Regions from separate parts of the Sus scrofa genome. Here region 1 is linked to region 2. Evidence: chromatin contacts called from public HiChIP or PLAC-seq data. All regions are on one chromosome and are shown on one strand. Each heading gives the region's core, a stretch centred on a gene start, on an enhancer-like site or on the middle of the called end of the contact. The rest is flanking DNA. Distances are from core to core; before and after follow the strand shown. Region 1 overlaps STIM2 (stromal interaction molecule 2). Region 2 has its middle 68 kb from the start of STIM2.

Region 1 (6,077 bases), core at 2,649-5,148, 190 kb before region 2:
TTTATTTCTTATTTAATACCTGACTGAGAAGGCAACAGTGCACAAAGCAAAGTGGGAGGCAGAATACCTAGGCTCTGGGCCCTGCTTTACGAGTGAGTCACTCTCCATTAACTCGAGTAAGTTTTCTCTTCTTCATTCTGCTCCTCAGTTTTTTATCAGTAAAGAAAGGGTCAAAGTCAGAAGGAGATTAGGCCATGGAAAGAGAGGTTGGAGTGACATGCTTTGAAGATGAAGGAAGGGGCCAGGAGCCAAGAAATGCAGGCAGCCTGTAGGAGTTGGAAACGGCAAGGAAACAGATCCTCCCCTGGAGCCTCCAGAAGGAATGTAGCCCTGAGGACCTATTTTAGACTCTGACTTCAAGAACTATAAGATAATAAATGTGTGTTGTTTTAAGCCACTATGTTTGTGGTGATTTTTTTTTTTATAGCAGAATTATAAAACTAATATGAGTGCCTGTAATTAAATTCTCCCAGGACCTCCCCCCCCTCCTTTTCTGAAGGATTGTGCAATGCCTGAATTCTATCTTGGGTAAATGCACAATAGAAGCAGATATTAGAAAGGGTATGTTTTAGACAACTTCAGAATTTGTGGCAGATTATGTTCTAAAACCAAGAACAGGATTCAGATGGATATTTCATAGAGATTCTTAACATCTGCAGACGTTTAATATTAGATATACTGTACTAGGTTATAGCCAGAAACGGAAACATACTATAGATGTTAGGTTAGGGAAACACCTTAAAATCACTTAGGACAATTAACATGGCGTGGGACAGGGCTTCACGAAGGACTGAACATGATGGCAACTTCATCTTTTAGTGGGTACTTTGTTATTTTGCTATATGAACACTGACCAATGCTAACAATATGAACAGACGGCTCTCTTGCCAACAAGGGAAGAGCATATGATACATGACGGAACTAAATGCAGGAGACTGAACAGAACCCCGAAAAACGCCTCAGCGGGCAATACCAATACCCTCGCAAATACTTTTTAAAATATGAAATACCTGTTCCAATTCCTGCTCTGCATATTGACGTCTACTCAATTCACATTCAGCTCCCTCCCTTAGCTCTCTCAGCCGACAAGCCTCCTCCTTTGCGTAATTGATTTCATCCATCATTTTGCGCTCTAGGTTTTGCTTTTCTACAGCAACATTTCTGTTTTCTTCCTGTGCCTTTTCAAGCCTTACAGAACAATAAAAATGAAAATTCCTCACAAAAGTTTCCAAAATTTCATCACTTTAAATGAAGAATAAATATGTATCAAGCAATAGGATACATGTTTCAATCCGAATTCGTAGCACTGGTTTTTTTACCAGTCTTAAACTTGGACAACAAAAACGTCAGGTAGCCTGCTACGTAGCTCTTCTGGCCACCTTGAGTGAGAAATACAGGGAAAGCGGGGAAATGCCCATCACAAGAAGACTTTTAGGAAAATCATACGTATTTAAATCATGTTAAAAATAAAATTCGATGACACAATTCTACCGATATTTATTTCCACTGGTCTTCCACCCATTTATTCCCTACCACATACTTTTAGAATAAAGCTGTAATTATGATAATGTGATACTTTTCTAAAAATATGAGGTGTACATACCATTCCTGATGTACCAACCTACATACAAATGTGTAGGTACATGCCCATATTACAGATTCACCAACTGTATTTTCCCCACACAAATAACAAGGTTTAGAGTCTTTTCTACCTACTCACCTCTCTTGTAAGTCCATGAGACTTTGCTCTGCAGTCTGTAGACTCTCTAAGTCTTTCATCATTTTTGCAACATGTTCTTTTGATGTCTTATTCTGTGTGTAAGCAAACCAGCACCCTCCAACACCAATTACTATAGAAACAGTGAGGATAAAATCTTTCATCCAATTATGAGGAGGGCCTAGGAAGAGAATTACAGATGGTTAATCTTTGAGTATAATAGAATCTCAACACAGAGCCACTTATTTTAAAAAGTATTAGATATCTAAAACCAAAACAAAATATGGAAACATCCCTCCTATTATACAAGCTCTGGCCTTTTAATAATTTTTTTTCAAATAATCAGTGTACTTATTATAACTATGTGATATACTAGACCTACAGGAGAGCAGAGATAAACCTGCACGGATGCACCATGCCCCTTCTGTACAAGAGGCAGTGACAAAACTCCTGGGACCTCTGAAAAAGCAACAGCATCTCCAATCATGTACAGAGAGGTCTTCTGCGGGTAAAAGAAGCTATAAAGAGTATCACCATTATTCCAACTCCTTTCCTTTAGACAAGTTAGGCAGCTGTCATGCTTTGATCAACAAACTGAAATCCTAATCATCCACCAAAAAGCATTAGCCCCAGGCATGCAACTAATTGATGTTAATCAGTGATTCTCAACCAAAGGTGATATTCCCCCCAGCAGACACTGGACAATTTCCACTTTGCCACAACGGGAAAGGTGGAAGTGGGGGGTGTTTGTTACTGGTTTCTCTGGTAGGAAGAGGCCAGGGATGTTGCTAAACATCCAGAAAGGCACAATTCTTCCCTGCCCACCTCTGGTGGGAACAAAGACTTATCCAGGAATTGTCCAGCCCAGAATGTGAATAGTAGCAAGGTCGAGAAACCACGGGTTAAACGATCTTCATGAGTAATGTTTTCGGTGGCTACTTGCCAGAGATATCTGGGTTACTAGAGGGAAACGTGGACTGCCTGCCCTGTGGCACAGGCATGACCAACCCCCCGCGTGGTTTCTAATGTCAGGAGCAAGGAGCTAGGGCCTGCTGTCTTCTTCAGTGATACAAAACAAAGACAGTGCCAGTCAAATAATTTCCTAGTTTATCCCTGAGTGTGGGGGCTCTCTGGAGAGAGATATGATAACCAATACAATATAATGCAGTATTTGTTATGAAGAGATAACTGTTTTTCATTGAAAAACTGCCTAACTGTCCAGGTCGCCATCAAGACATTTTGCGTGTCTAATGAGATGACGAGCTCTACAGAAATGGCAAGTTCTCATGTTTACCAATTTAGGGCTCATATATATTTACACAGTGTGATAAATACTGTGCTCTCTACCAGAGACCCTCAGCTATGCTTGTCTCCAGAGTGCAGACCCTCGCCTAACGGGAAAGAGATTCTCCCTTCACCCTTTAGTAGAAGGCTAAAACCTCCAAAGGGTTTATTTTTATTCTGCCTCAGACCGAGAGGTTCAGCTCAGGCTCTAGTTCAAATAGGAGCCTTGTTCAGGCTGAACTATCATCACCAGAAATAACAGTAACAGATGGACAAGTCCCAAACTGGGCAATAAGTACCACAAACTGGACAAGATTTTAGTAAAGACTCCTTTAAAATGTATCTCTGTTCACTTGACAATGCTAGTTTTTTTTTTTTAATAAATCTAACGTGGGTGTTCCAACTGCAGGGATCATTCCCTCAAATAATAATTCTAAGACAAACACATTAAAAAGGTAATGCATCATTAACTTCTTAACTGGTTTGTTTATTAAAACATTTGTTTTCAACATTCTTTGAGACTAGTTTGGTTTCTTTTCAAATAATACTGCTTGGCTTAGAGGGTAGTTTGTTCTTGGATGAATAAAATAGAAACATTCCCGACCAGGTTGTATATATAGAGAAATTCTATAGTTTAAGTCCTATTTGCCCCAATCATTCACATGGAAAAATTAGATCGAATCTCAACAGAAGACAACCAACCCCCAGCAGATTCAGTTGAAAACTTAGGACAAGGAAAAGGTTAGAAAGGGTATCATCTCTGTGGAATGCCTGGCACTTCGATAGTGTTCCATTTCCTAGGGTTTGTAATTTCCACCAACAGTGCATTTCCACCAACTCTCACAAAGGGGAGTTCCAGCTGTTTCACCAGCTGCTCTTTTAGCCTGAGCCAAAAAAGAACCACCAGTAAAGTTATGGAATCTATCCAACCACTCCAGTAAGCCTTTTATAGCAGGGGCACTCTCCATACGGTCTCATAGAAAATCTGTAAGTCTCTTAACTCCAAGAACTGAGGCAAAATAAATATTAGTTTCTGGAGTTATAATTTGTCAAAGCCATTTTTCTTGCGATTAATTTTGCTATTCCTTTTTAGCTTCTGAAAAATAAAATGTAATTCCTCTAAAATGCGTACTCTTCAAACACATTCTCCCAAAGCTTTCTGTAATTTGAAATTAAATGAAGTAAACGTATTAAACTTTCCTTCTGGGAAGAAAGTATTCCTGTCAAATTAAAGAAGAAGGTTTATTTTCCTTACAAAAATGACATAGTTTCTAAATCGTTTCTTTTTCAGAACAATCAAATAGCATTCTCTGCCTAGTGCTTCTGCCAAGATAGTCTGTTACTTCGTACAGTTTCACGTGGGCCTTTAGGGCCTCTGTTTTTGATCTACATCTAAAAAGTCCTTTTCCTGGTAAGCAATGAAGACAAGTTAGGATTTATTACTTCATGTCATCAAGATGGCGAGACTGCACCTTTTTAAAGGGACTCTTCAGTGAACGAACGAACGTCCAGCTATAATAACATCAACCTTAAGACTGCGGCCAAGAGCTTTAAAACTAGAAATTTAATTCTAAATTATCAACAAATATACAGGTTTTACAACTTTTTGTATCAGTAACCAGCACTGAAAATTCTACTCTCCACATTTCCATGACAGAAAATCTCACCCTACAAATCTTTTGTTCTTAGGGTATTATTTCATTTCTTCTATACCTAACAGAGGATTCCTCTTAGTGGTCTACTTTCTTTTTTCTTTCTTAAATAACAAACAGAGGATCTGATTATTCTTTTCCATCATATTTTGTGAGAGAGAGTACTAACGTGTTAGAGGTCCAAACAAAACCACATCCAGTGCCTTGAGCTGAAGTTTCTGTCTGTGACTCCGGTCGCTGATTTTCAACTGAGAGATCATAAACGAAGGTTCATGCACTGCTATCCTGTTCATTTAAGAAATACATATATGTTAAACAAAAATGATTCTAGTATGTAAATTTAAGTAGTTCAGCCACATATTTAATGCTTTACATGATTACTTCAAGAGTTCATCCATGTATGATTATAACACTTTATTATAATATATACGAAAAACCTTCTCAGTGCAAACTCAGCAGTGCAAATGCTCTCGTATGCTAATAATTTAGTTGTTATATTGATATTTTTGTTTTTAAAGGTTACTTTATACTGTAACTTACTTTGACTTAGAAATTGATTAAATTCAAAATATTTTATAATCATTATTTTCTATCATTTCGCAAACAAGAAAACTATAATTTACTTAATAGATTTTTAAAAATCATTCTCAATTTAGATCTTACCACTTTTCTTTATAAACGTCTTTTTAAAAACCTATACCTTTACATTCTAATACTTAAATTATTTAAAAATTAAAGTCCCTGAAGTCATAAATGGAAAGAAAAAGTCATCACTGCTTTGGGAGTAAACGGATAGACTTATGTAATAAGAAGTATTGAACCATTTCTTTAGTAATGAAAAAAGTACGCAGGATACCAAAAGGCACAGGAGAAATAGGAAATGAAATCACTTTTGTTTTGGACTTCAAATCCAAGGAGCCCAGGGGTCAACTAAGATTTCTTATCAACCAAGTATGATGCCAATAAGGATCTTATGACACTTTATGTGTAATGAAGTATAATATAATAAATAAAGTAATAAAGTATAATAATAATAATTGTAAGTAATAATAAAAACAAGCACATACTAGGTGCTAGGTCCGGAGTTTAATTAAAAAAATTTTTAAAAACTTTTAATATATTTAAAATTGCCATTTTATAGACGAGGAAACTAAGGTAGTGAGAGGCTGAGCAACTTGGTCGAGGTTACATAATGAATAAGAAAGCTGGGATTCAAACCCAAACGTGTATGATTACAAGGGCTACTCTGAATCATTACATTTTATTTAAGAAGACTTCAGAACCTCTGAGCAGGAAGAAGTTACACGAAGTCCTCTGAGGCTCCTCTAAAAACTTTAGAGAGGGAGTTCCCATTGTGGAGCAGTGGTTAACGAATCCGACTAGGAACCATGAAGTTGCGGGTTCGGTCCCTGCCCTTGCTCAGG
Region 2 (6,539 bases), core at 991-3,490:
CAGGGGTGGGAGCAGAAGGAGGGGGAATTGATGAGATGAAGGTGGTCAAAGATACAAACCTCCAGTTATGAGATAAATAAGTCCTAATGTACAACAATGTGATTGCCATATTTAACACTGTTGTATAGTGTATATATATACTTTTTTTTTTGTCTTTTTGCCTTTTCTAGGGCAGCTTCCCATGGCATATGGAGGTTCCCAGGCTAGGGGTCAAATCGGAGCTGTAGATGCCGGCCTACACCAGAGCCACAGCAACGTGGGACCCGAGCCACGTCTGCGACCCACACTGCAGCTCACAGCAACGCCGGATCCTTAACCCAATGAGCAAGGCCAGGGATCGAATTTGCAACCTCATGGTTCCTAGTGGGATTCGTTAACCACTGTGTAGTAATATTCAAAAATTGTTAAAAGAGTAGATCCTCAAAGCTTTTCTCAAAAGGAATCGAATTTTTTTTCTTTTTTTTTAATATTGATATGAGAGGATGAATGCTAACTTATCGTGGTAATCACTTCGCAATATAGCTAAGTCAAATCATTATGCTGTATACCGAAAACTTATACAGTGCTGTGTGTCAAACCAATCTCGGTAAAACTGGGAGAAGCCTCTGGGGCATCTACCTTTGCAAACCTTAAAGATAATTCTCTCGGTCTCTCTTTTTCTCTCTCAACATCTACTTATCTATCCACCCATCCATCTCTCAGCATAACAGCAATCATGCATGGAGCACAGGTATTCCAGGCGCCATTTCGGACTTTGCATATGTTACTGCATTTAATTATGACAACCACCTTACCGTGGCTAGGAGGGTAACTGCTGTAGAACCCCACCAGAGAGTCTCAGCTTCTTAACACAATAGTGGTTTGTTCTTCCCTCAAGTAATTGTTCATGCAGGTCTTTGGCAGGCAGGCTTCCACATGGTGACTCAGGGACCCAGGATCCTTCCATGTGGGGGCTCTGTCACTAAGCTAGCAGATGGGATAAGAGAGAATGGGGAGGATCACCCAGGAAGTTTCCACGGGCCAGGCCTGGAATGAGGGCACATCGCACCCCTCACATTCCCTTTGCTGGAGGATTCAACCCCACAGCAGACCTACCAGCAAGGAAGGCTGGGCGGGGAAGGACAGTCTGGCTGACTGTGAGTACTGGGCACGTATCTGTCTTTGCCAAAGGCGGGCCCTAGTATGTCATTTTATGCATGGGAAGACCAAGGTCTAGAAGGTAAAGAAATTGCCCAGGGTTATATCAGTACCAAGTGATGGAGCCAGGATTCAAATTCACCCTGTCAGCACCCAGAGTACAGGCTCTTGATCACTGCAGCTATGATGATGTTCCACGGAGGCTGGGGCAAAGTGACAACCGGCCACTCAAATACATGAAAAAAAGAAAAAAGAAAAAAAAAAAAAAAAGACTCCTGGCCCACGGGAGTGCTCCCATTTTTCTGTTCACACTCATTCCCGTTTCCCCTGAATGTTCCGCCAAGAGGGCCAGAAACTCAGCAATGATCTCCTCCCCTCCCCCTCGGCGCCAGGTGCTTGATAATCGCGGGGTCAGCCTCAGCAATCCTGCCATCGCAAATGTCACCAAGAGCACACTGTCCTCTTAAGAGGAAGCCAGCGTGACAGGTGGGCGGCCTGTGGAGGGAGGAGGTAACCAGAAGCAGGAGAGGGGCCCGGCTGCATAGAGACTTTCAAAGCAACCCTTCTCCACGCGTGTCACTGTGTGATGTCCATCCAGAGGGCCCTGTTCGGAACATCACAGGCCTTGTCTTATTTCAGGCCCTCTCAGGGGGCCAGGGCTGTGGAAAGGGCCCTGGGGACTTGGCTTCCATTCTCTTTTCAGCTGCCCACCTGGGGAGTAAATGCCACCGGCCCCAGTCACGCCCTCTGGGCAAAACGAGGAGCTCCCGTTGTGATCAAGACATGGGTGGGGTGGGGATGGTACGGGTCTTAGAACCCAAAGCCTCTCACTCAAACGAGGGGTCCTCTTCCCACAGAATGCACAGAGCCACCGAAGTCTGCAGGACCTTACAGGCTCCCTGAAGGGTGTCCCTAAACTGCTCGTTAAGATCAGTGGACTCCGGGTACTTTTCAGCTCCAGGGCGCTTGCTTTCTGAAAGCAGGATGCTCCCCTTGACTCTGCTGCCTCCTATGGAAGGAAGCCTCCCAGGCGGCTCCTAGGCTCCCTGGGCGTCAGCGGCAGCCTCCAGGAGGTCCGCCTCGCAAGCCCAGGGCTCGGGTTGCCTGGCACCGCGCCCCGGATCTGCTGGCAGGCAGCCTTCCCCTTGGAGCCCTGGGAGAGTGTGAGTCACACCAGAAGCTCCTCTGATTCACAGGTAGCATGCATTTGACAAAGGACAGTTAAGGGCCCTTCTTTCCCTTTGTGAGAGCTAATCTTTAAAAATCATTTGCTTCTTCACCCTCCGGGGTGGGTTTTCCATAGAGGGCAGCTTGCAGCGGCTCCCCCAGAGATGCAGGAGAGGCTGGCTGCGGGTCCTGCAGCTGTGCTGGGCACAGGAAGTCCAGGGGCCACTTGTAAAAGTAAGAGGAACTACAAATACTGTAAAAAGGGAGAGCCTCCAAGTTCAAAGGAAGCCCGGATGTTGTCAAGGTCGGGCTAAGGAAGAGGGGGGCTCTTTCCACCACCCCCTCCTTGCCAGGGAGCCTTTCTGCTTCCTCTGAATGGTGGGTATTCCCTGCTGACCTCCAGGGAGAAGCCAGCATTTTGAGTCCTCTAAACTCAGGCCCCTGTTTGCCTTTGCAGCTTCAGGAAACTACCACGCCAGGAAGCCTCCCTTGGCGACACTGCATGTGCTTCCGGCTTTTCTAGGTGCTGGTTCTCATCACCGCTGTTCTTCCAACAGATGGCCCTCTCCCTGCCTTCCCTCCCTCTCAATTTCATCCTTTCTCAGGGCTGCCTTTGGTCCAGGTCCACCTGGAAATTCTTCTACACCGTTCTGAATACACATAAGCAGAGTCACTCTATGGAATGCCTACCATATACCTGGTTCTTTACAAACCTCATCACATCTGACTCTCAACTGTCTTCAAGGCAAGTATTATTGCCTTTTTTATCAGGTGAGGAAATTGGGTTTGAAGGAGTGAATTAAATTTCCTGAGGTCATGCCACCAGTAAATGACAGACCGGTAACTCTTGCCCAGTTGGCTTTCAGACCACTGAGTTATCGTTCAGAATCTGTACGTGCGTGCGGGCACCCATCCATCCATTCAACTGTCTACTCATCCTTGTGTTCCTTCTCCAAATGCCTGCGTGCAGCAGAGCAGCTTTCTTGCACTTCCAGCGTCCTGCCATGGTCTCTGTACCCCTCCTACAGTAGCCCAGTGTGGTACTGCTTCTTTCCTAGTGTAGACATTACCTGTCTAACCAGGTTGGAATCACTCAGGACAGGATCAGGTGCCCCTCATAAAGCACATCACACTTTATGCATTTTGGATCCTTACTGACCGCTGGCTAGTGATTGAATATTTACCCTGCTTTTATAGGGAGTTTTTGGAGATAAAAGATGTGTTCCCAGGAGGCCAAGTCTTTAGGTGATGAGGGCCAGGGAAGACCATTCAAGAAAGGTCAACAGGTCTCTTGCCAGAGTCCTGAGCCAGACTCTCCTGGAGCCCCAGAGAGCCCTAGTTTTGTATTCTTTTGACAGGTGCACACTGCTGTCCCTTTATATTACAGGGAGAGCTCTGATGACTGGACTACATATCCCAAAAGTCTTCGTCCAAAGTGAGTTCCCAGTGTGGTACAGTGGGTTAAGAATCTGACTGCAGTGGCTCAGGCCCCCAGTTCAATCCCTAGGCCGGCACAGTGGCTTAAGGATCTGGCACTGCCGCAGCTGTGGCAAAGGTCGAAGCTGCAGCTTGGATTCAGTCCCTGGCCAGGGAACTTCCATATGCCTTGGGTGCAGTCATAAAACAAACAAACAAAATATCACCCGGAAGTGGTATTTTTAAGAACTCCTGGAGCTCCTGGTCTACGTAGCACAAGGAAAAGGAAATAGATAAAGCAGCAGTTGTCTGAACCCAACTCTGTTCCTGTTTACAAGCCAGATGGACAAGAAATCAGTCACTGACAGCTGTCCATGTACATTCCTACCGCACAGTGTCCCCACCCAAACCCTCATCCCCAGTCTCGGTCTTGTTCTCTTTTTCGCCCTCATCACACTCACATTATTCTCACCACACTGTTTCAGGATCACCTGTTTACCTGAAGTGTCCTCCACTAGGCTGTGAACTTCCTTTTTAAAAAATTCAGTGACTTTTATTGTATTTATATATAGGTGTACAACTATCATCACAACCTAATTTTGCATGTCCATCCCAAACCTTCAGATCATCCCTCCTACCCCCTCCCAACCTGTCTCCTTTGGTGACTATAAGTTTTTCAAAATCTGTGAATCAATTTCTGTTCTGCAAAGAAATTCATTGTATCCTTATTTTAGATTCCACATGAATCTAAAGCATATGATCTAAAGCATGATAGCATATGATGTTTGTGTCTGACTAATTCACTTAGCATGATAATTTCTAAGTCCACCCATGTTGGTGCAAATGCCATTATATCATTCCTTTTCATGGCAGAGTAATATTCCACTGTATATATGTATATGTATATGTACCTTCTTAAGGGCAATAACCATGTGGTCCTCACCACCATCGCTGTCATCATCACCATCATTATGGGCATAGATAACATCTTTCAGTGCTAACTGTGCAACAGACATTGTGTTAACTGCTCCCCATGTATTCGTGGGGTTACTGGTCACCAGTACAGAAGCTTGGGGAAGCTTCCTGGAGATGGCAGCCACCAGAAGGTGTGCCCCAGGAACATTTCTGCAATGGCTGGTGAGCCATACCTCTTAGAGGAAGTATGAGGAACATCCATGTCTCTAAATTATCAACTGTGAAGAGCATTCTTTCTCAATTTATTCACCCCGCCTCCAGCCTCTTGTCATCTCTGCCATGGAGCTATTATTTTGACTCTGTATTGCCAATCTTTACACCTTAGTTCAAAAAGCATACCCACTTGATTTCTTGGGGATGACAAGTTCTCCTGCGTTAAAGGGAAAAAATAGGGTTTTTTCCCTATTTGATGGCTAATGTGTCCATCAAATAACTTTTGTTTGTTTGTTTAAAAAAAGCGCTTTTATCTCGGTATAAGACATTGCAATTTGTTCTGCTCTCCCTGGTCCATGCAAAATATTTTCCAGTAGACCCTCCACCTCGAAACAGATTTTTTTTTTCCCCTCCTACATTCCAGTAGAAGGTGTTTCTCTAACGCATGGCAAGTCATCTTCCGGGATCAGCATCTAGAACCAATCACTCTTCAGGCCCTTAATTAAATCTTCAAGTTGGAACCTATGCAGTGAACTTCTTTATTCAAAAATACCAAGAGAAACATAAGCAGCTTCATTTCTTGTTGTAACAATGCCAGTTTTCCATAATCTGACCTTCACTTGACAGCAGTGGCTCAGAGTCTTTCTTCAAAGCAGCGTATATATTTTTATAACCTAGATGCACAAGATGACGACAGGATTAACTTTAGTCACTAAAGATGCTGGAACATTCTTTATTCCAGATGGAAAAAATAGCCCCACTGTTAGTTAGGATTCTTGTTTGCAGCTGACTTGAGTTGTCTTTTGTTGTCACAAGGTGTGGACTCCAACTGTAGGATCAGAAGTTTTTCAGGACCAATATTTAAAAGCAGATTAGATACATGACTCACATTCTGTAGGCTGTATAACGTGCGGTCATAAAAAATGCAAATACACTCACAAACAAAAGCCATTCGTGTTCCTTTCCCTGAACAAGCTGTATTTATTTTCAGGGAAAACTTATAAATGCCTTGCTTTCAGGATATATGCTATATTTTATTCTTCTATGATTAAAAAAATTTGTTATGTAACAACAGAAAAAATCAATGTTGTTTTTACCTACACATCCTTCTGGAATAGGAATAAACCATCAGTGACAGGAAAAACTGGCATTGCCACAAGATACCAAGAGAAATTTAATTTGGCAATAAAACTTTGGGTCACTGTTCACAACATGCAATGCTAACTTTAGGCCAAAGATGCAAAATTGTGCAACTAAGAGAGTCTAATTCCAGTTTTGAGGTTTGTCTGCTGATAGCCTTCAAGGCTCCTCTCCCTTTCTGGCCCGAGGCTGGGCAAGCTGAGCGGCCAGCCCAGGTGCAACCTCCTTTGGCACCAGCAGGAAGTTCAAACCATGCAAAGCCCTGGTCTCTGTGCAGGATCCTCCCCCACCCCTCCTCCCCAGAACCTCCTAAGCCAGTTTCCTTTCCCTGCCCTCTTGCCATTTTGGGACCTCCTTTGAAGCCCACCCTGCCTTCCCCAGAAAACCTCATCATGTGAGTGATAAACCTTTTTCTGTCCTCCTGGTGCATATGTGGTATCGTCACTTTGGACATCTGAACCAACTTTTGGGTGGGGGGAGTCCCCCCCCGCCCCCCCTGCATGGTGATCACAAAAATACAGTATAATCCTATGAAAAACATTTTCTATAGT

Evidence for each region. HiChIP or PLAC-seq counts read pairs in DNA pulled down with a chosen protein or histone mark.
Region 1: a contact with region 2 is called in an H3K27ac HiChIP or PLAC-seq map of skeletal muscle, with 5 times the contacts expected there. The contact joins two enhancer-like sites. A contact is called at or near these places in 5 of 47 Hi-C or Micro-C datasets (embryonic fibroblasts, retroperitoneal adipose tissue, skeletal muscle and 1 more) and 1 of 2 datasets of contacts at active chromatin or transcription factors (skeletal muscle).

The regions. Positions count from the first base shown.
Region 1 is chr8:20,582,437-20,588,513 of Sscrofa11.1, reverse strand. It overlaps STIM2 (stromal interaction molecule 2), which reads right to left. Exons shown (of 15, transcript XM_003128897.6): 6 at 4,823-4,938; 7 at 1,721-1,898; 8 at 1,011-1,188. Among named protein-coding and RNA genes, the nearest start is that of STIM2, 130 kb to the right of the region's middle. Within about 2 kb of position 3,898, at least 9 of the 83 cell types and tissues checked have an H3K27ac peak or open chromatin away from gene starts, as enhancers often do. A contact at or near this core is called in skeletal muscle, where this site is marked.
Region 2 is chr8:20,385,347-20,391,885 of Sscrofa11.1, reverse strand. No RefSeq gene overlaps it. Among named protein-coding and RNA genes, the nearest start is that of STIM2, 68 kb to the left of the region's middle. Within about 2 kb of position 2,240, at least 37 of the 83 cell types and tissues checked have an H3K27ac peak or open chromatin away from gene starts, as enhancers often do. A contact at or near this core is called in skeletal muscle, where this site is marked.